2 separate regions of the Zea mays genome follow, and region 1 is linked to region 2. Evidence: chromatin contacts called from public Hi-C data. All regions are on one chromosome and are shown on one strand. Each heading gives the region's core, a stretch centred on a gene start, on an enhancer-like site or on the middle of the called end of the contact. The rest is flanking DNA. Distances are from core to core; before and after follow the strand shown.

Region 1 (2,700 bases), core at 130-2,629, 290 kb after region 2:
GCTGATCCAACGTTTGGGCAAGATGTGTCCCTGTATTGGGCAGCGATGGGTCTAGGCTGTAGTTTTTTGTCCATCACCCACACATCCAGATGTTGAATGCTTAACCCTGTGCAGGTGATCGTCGGTGGTGGCGCGATGATGGTTAGTGGCGGCGGCGGCGGCGGCGCGTCCGCCGCCGCGTCGGGTGGTGCTGCGGCCGAAGCTCCCAAGGAGGAGAAGAAGGAAGAGGAGAAGGAAGAGAGCGACGACGACATGGGATTCTCCCTGTTCGACTAGAGACAGAGTTAAGCTGCGTGTGCATGGTTGCTGTTCGGTCGTGTCGCGAAACGTGAAGAGCTCAAGCGGCCTTTTTGTTCCAGTCCCACATGTGAGAGCTTGATACGTTGTCTGGAATGAAAAATTTTCTCCAAAATTCACGAATATATATTGCGTACGCACAATACTGTAGATTAAACAATGACTTGTGTAGAGCTGTAAAATCGACGCAATTATATGAAAGCAGCACTGGAGTTTCAAACTGACAAGCATTTACATCATCACAAACTGTCAGATTCTGAGTCAGCTATCTTGTATGCTGCTGCTGTCCTCCAGAGCACAGATGGATTGGCAGTAGCGGCCACTCTTGTCCCTCGGGCCCACTCGCCTGTTGCACCGACCACCGAGGGAGGACCGGAGTAGGTGTGGGGGGAAAACTGTAGAACATGTGGGATGTAAAATCTAGTCTAGTTTTGGGATCGGTTACGAATTTGTCTAAAACAAATAGTTTGGATGAGACGAGTGGAAAACATGGGTGGTGTTGATTTCAGAAACGAATGGCGATATGACATGTGTTTTGGGATCAGAGTATTTTCGTATTTACATCCTACTTGAGTTATCGGTTCCGTACGTCGCCGGTTGGTTGTTTCGGAGTCCGTAGAAGAAAAATAGCCTAGGAATCGTGCTGCGGCGCGCACGTCGCACGGGACGGGATGAAGAGGAGAAGAAAGTCTGGAATTCTCTCTCGATTCCTCCAAGGAACGTAACATCGTGTCAGGACCTACAACCTTGTGAGGAGATTCAGTCTACTGCACTCTCTGTTTGTAACCCTGTTTCAATCAACGAACTGACCCTTTCTCTTAGGAAAAAATTAATTTTTTTTAAAAAATATTATATTATCATATAACATATTATAATATAATATAATGTATTATAGTCCCGAAAGCAACCGCGTAAAAAAAGAATACCTTTTTGTATTAGTGCAATGAAGAATAGAATTAGCTTCCTTGACCGACCTCCCATTTGATTTGGGTTTCCTGATCCGGTCCACACTCTTGCTTGCTTGCCCACCACTTCTACCTCCAATACTTGTACCCCAAGTCCCACCCAACCGAGAACCGACCAACCAAACCACCGGTGCGGTGCGGCCATGGTTGGCCTTGGCGACTCCAACACACTTGCCCAACCATCCACACGCGCATGGTCTGATGGTCCTGCCCTTTCCCCTTGCTTGTATAGTTAGTTGCCAATTGCCATCGCCAACTACCTCCTCTCCTCGCTCCTCCAACCAAACAAGCCACCCCCCACGAAACCCGCAATCCCAGCCGAAGCCGGACGATGAAGAGGGACGGATGGCAGCACGGCGCCGTCCGGGGCAGCCGCAGCAAGGTGCTGAGGACGGCCGCCGGCGACGACAACTCCGACGCCGACGCGGTCGTGGAAACGGCGGCGGCGGCGGCGAGGAAGCCGACGAACGCGTCCCGGAGCACGGGCAAGTGCCGGCGGGCCCGGTGCGCGGGCTGCCACGCGCACCCGGTCTCCAAGGCGCGCGACAAGGCCAAGGGCGCGCGCAAGCTGCGCGCCTGCGACGTCGCGCTCAACCACCGCCTCGTGTCCTGGCGCGTCGTCGACCAGGGCCCCGGGTACAGCGGCGCGTCCGCCTCCTCCCTGCTGGCGTACCTGGCCGGTGGAAGCAGCTGGCACGAGGAGGAGGAGGACGACGACGAGGGCGGAGCGGCGCCCGACGGCCGGCTCTCTGACCTCTACGACCTCTTCGTCGGCCGCGGGCAAGAGGAGGACGGCGTGGATGCTGTAGGAGAGATTCAGGCAGTTGAAGAGCAGGGGCTGCTGGATGCCAAGGATGGCGAGGAGGAGGAGGTGGAGGACGACGGCGACGACATGGGGTTCTGCATGGTTGGCACCACCATCGCGCTGGAGTTCTCCGACGGCGAGGAGGACTGGATCGTGGTCGAGGAGATCTGATTCCCATCTCGTCGTCCTCGGTTTGGCAAATTGGGAAGGGTTCCAATTTGCGAATAAGACATCCTGCCCATCCTCTGTCGGTGCTGTGGTGTGTATGTATATACTACTCCTGCTATGTTCTGTGTGCATATGGTAATCTGATCGTGGTCATGGATTATTACATGATTCAAAAAAAAACATGAATGAATTTCTCATCTGTGAATGAACGAATAATAAAGTTGACAATTGGATTCTTCAAGTGTTAATTGTTCCTTCCGAAGCGTTCTTGTTCCCGCTCTGCAGGTACACCGTTCGATCAACTCTTTCCTCTGCAATATTAATGAGTGTTTGGGTTCCTCTCAAAAAAAATTTCTTGGTTGCTTCAGTTCCAACTGTCACGGACCCTGTTGTTTGTGTGTGGTCTACGTAATAAACTTGCAGTTGTTGCGCTGTACTACTACTGGGTTCCGTTTTAAATTGTTT
Region 2 (2,700 bases), core at 104-2,603:
TGCAAGGCACATGGCGAAGACGCGCTGGGAAGGAGAGCGGCAGATACGCTGGTAGACATGGGACGAGAGGACGCGGCCACCAGCTTGCAGGTGTCGAGATACTTCTACGAGATTGGGGACGGCGAGAATGTCTCGAGGATTAAAGGCATGGCAAGTGGGCAACGGGTGAAGGAGATCAGCGGTCGCAGCTCGGTCGAGATCGGCCACGGAATAATCTAGCAGCCGAGGTTAAAGAACGGTATGGATTGTTCAATTCCGTAGTTGGCTGGCTGGTTGGTTGGTTCACAATGTTTAATATACAACTGATGGTCTGAACGGATGGGAGATAGGAAATACCAAAGTAGAATCTCTTTAGGTGGATCGGGGAATTGTTGTGTTTAGTACTCATCAATATGTGATTATCGAAGCTTCACAACTTGAACATGATAACAATTTCTGGTGAAAACAATCGAGTTCCAATTCAACCACATACTGCTTGGTTGGTTGGTTCACAAAGTTTGAGCTGGTACTGGCAACCTACGCATCGCAGGAGGAAAGGCCATGCTGCCAGCGTACTAGGTCTGGGGCACAAGCTCTCCTTGCTCCAGATCTGAATCTTGGGCAAGGCACATGTTGTCTGTGCAGGCAGGCTGGTCTCATTCGTCTTTCCTATCGTCTTTTCGGACACTGCTTGCTCTCACAATCTGGGGCCCGTCGAATGTCTCTGCACTTGGCAGCAACAGGATGGTGCCCCTCCTCCCTGTACTGTACTTACGTGGATGCGAAGTGCAACTGTGCAGTGCAGTTTCCTGAAAGCGGAAAAGGCCAAACCGGGTGGTGCAAATGTGTAAACAGAGTGTAGTTTGAAACAAGGAGTCAAATATGTGTTAGGGCAGTGATGCTGTTGGAGATAAACTTAAGCATGCAGTATAGATATACGATGATGCTGATGGTGGTGCGTCTTTGTATATTTTATTTTATTTGTGCTCCCCACCACCACCACCATCACACACCTACCTACCACCAGTTGCCATCCATCCAATCATGCAGTGACACTAATAGCTGTTATACAAAGACGAAAACACACTCTGTTCCTGTTAGTTACTTGGTAAACTGAAGTTGGGTTTAGGACTCTGAGCTGGGCTGGTACAGTGACATGATAAACCACCAGTAAATGGCCTGAAATGAAAAGACAGACAGCGCATGGATACCCAACTGTGTGGCACAAACAAGCAGTGAAACAATGTGAATCAGGAAACAAAAGAGAAGAAAAGAAAATAAAGGAGAAAGATTCAGTGGTGGTGCTGGGTGCGGGGTGTATCAAATATTTCCCTGAGCCCCGGATAACCGGATTCCAGAGCGGCGGCCTGCGACAGGAACAGTGGGTGGGGCCGGGAGCGCCTCTCGCTCTCCACTACCAGTCCACCACCTCGCTCGCAGCTCTTTCCTCCTCCTTTTCCTTCCTTTTTTCTTTTTTTCCCAGCCCACCTCGCTCGCTCCCTTCCCTTCCCAGTGGAAGTGGATTGGTTGATTGATCGCACAGAGCTCGCCTCACATCCACACAGCCCGAGCTGCTGCCCGCCCACCCGCCTGTAGCTCCCCTCCTCACGGAGCAGGCAGGCAGGCAGGCTGGGATTCCCGTCGAAGCAGGGCAGGTACGGCACGGCCCGCCCGGTTGAATCCCTCGGCCTCCCTCCGCGGGGGCTAATTTGTCTCGCTCGTTCCCGTCTCTACTGCTGCTGCAGGAGCTAGGGCGGGTGGAGGAGCCTTTGCCCGGGAACGAGGAGAGGAGGTGGCAGTGGCACCCCGCGGCTAGGGCAGCGAGAGAGGGGCGAAGAGGAAGGCGGCGGGCGCGTCCGCCATGGCTAGCGAGGAAGTACTCCACAAGGCCGGTCTCGCTACTCTCGCCTCTACTTCTACTCCGTCGCCTTTGCCGCTGCATCCATTCCCAGTCTACCCCGCGCGGGCTCCCTCGCCTACCTACCAGCTTTAATTGTCGCTTCGCGCGGATTTAATTGTCGCTGCTCCTTGCGGTTTTGCTTTGCTCCGGGGCCTTGCTGCTGCCTGCTGGTACCGTACCGACTCCGCGTCAAGGAACATGCTGCTTTCGGGCCCCATGTTCAAATTGCTAACCTAGGGTTTGGGTGGAACACCAAGGGTCTAGACAGACATCTAGAAGAGTTTGTGTATGCTTATTTTGATGGATTGGTAAGATTTGCTAACCTAGGGTTTCAGCGAATCCTGTATTCTGCCAACTTTTTCCTCAGTATGGAGCGAATTGTACCTAAAAGAGTTTGTGGATGCTTATTTTGATGGATTGATAAGATGGCTCATCTGACTCCGCCTGCTAATTCCTGTTGCACAGGTCCAGAATCTTATAGAGCGCTGCCTTCAGATGTACATGAACAAGAAAGAAGTGGTTGATGCCCTCTCCCACCACTCCAGGATAGAGCCTTGTATCACTGAACTTGGTAACGCTCACTGTTCGTTCTCTCCTCTTCCTCTCGTCCAGCCAGACGACTCATTCCTCTTGCTTGCAAGTCGGTCCGAAGTTAATTCATATACAGATCTTATTCTACCATTGGTCCAATGTTACATCTGTGATTCTGTACTATGATGCAATGCAGATATAATGCTTTACAACAATAACTGAGCCTTTTTAGTCTCCGTACAATGTTTGAAGTAAACAATTCTCTTTGCCCGTGTATCAATTGTGTTGTC

The links. Hi-C and Micro-C count contacts between places; a contact is called where the count stands out from the background.
Region 1: a contact with region 2 is called in a Hi-C map of endosperm, with 3 times the contacts expected there. The contact joins the promoter of LOC100277347 here to the promoter of LOC100282858 in region 2. A contact is called at or near these places in 3 of 25 Hi-C or Micro-C datasets (bundle sheath, endosperm and tassel).

Annotation. Positions count from the first base shown.
Region 1 is chr6:95,929,566-95,932,265 of Zm-B73-REFERENCE-NAM-5.0, forward strand. LOC100277347 reads left to right here and starts at 1,380. Exons shown (of 1, transcript NM_001150939.2): 1 at 1,380-2,443. The coding sequence starts at 1,594. The coding sequence ends at 2,238. It overlaps LOC103629584 (60S acidic ribosomal protein P3-like), which reads left to right. Exons shown (of 2, transcript NM_001329682.1): 2 at 115-527. The coding sequence ends at 276.
Region 2 is chr6:95,634,714-95,637,413 of Zm-B73-REFERENCE-NAM-5.0, forward strand. It overlaps LOC100282858 (plant-specific domain TIGR01589 family protein), which reads left to right and starts at 1,354. Exons shown (of 6, transcript NM_001412200.1): 1 at 1,354-1,634; 2 at 1,725-1,867; 3 at 2,345-2,450. The coding sequence starts at 1,841.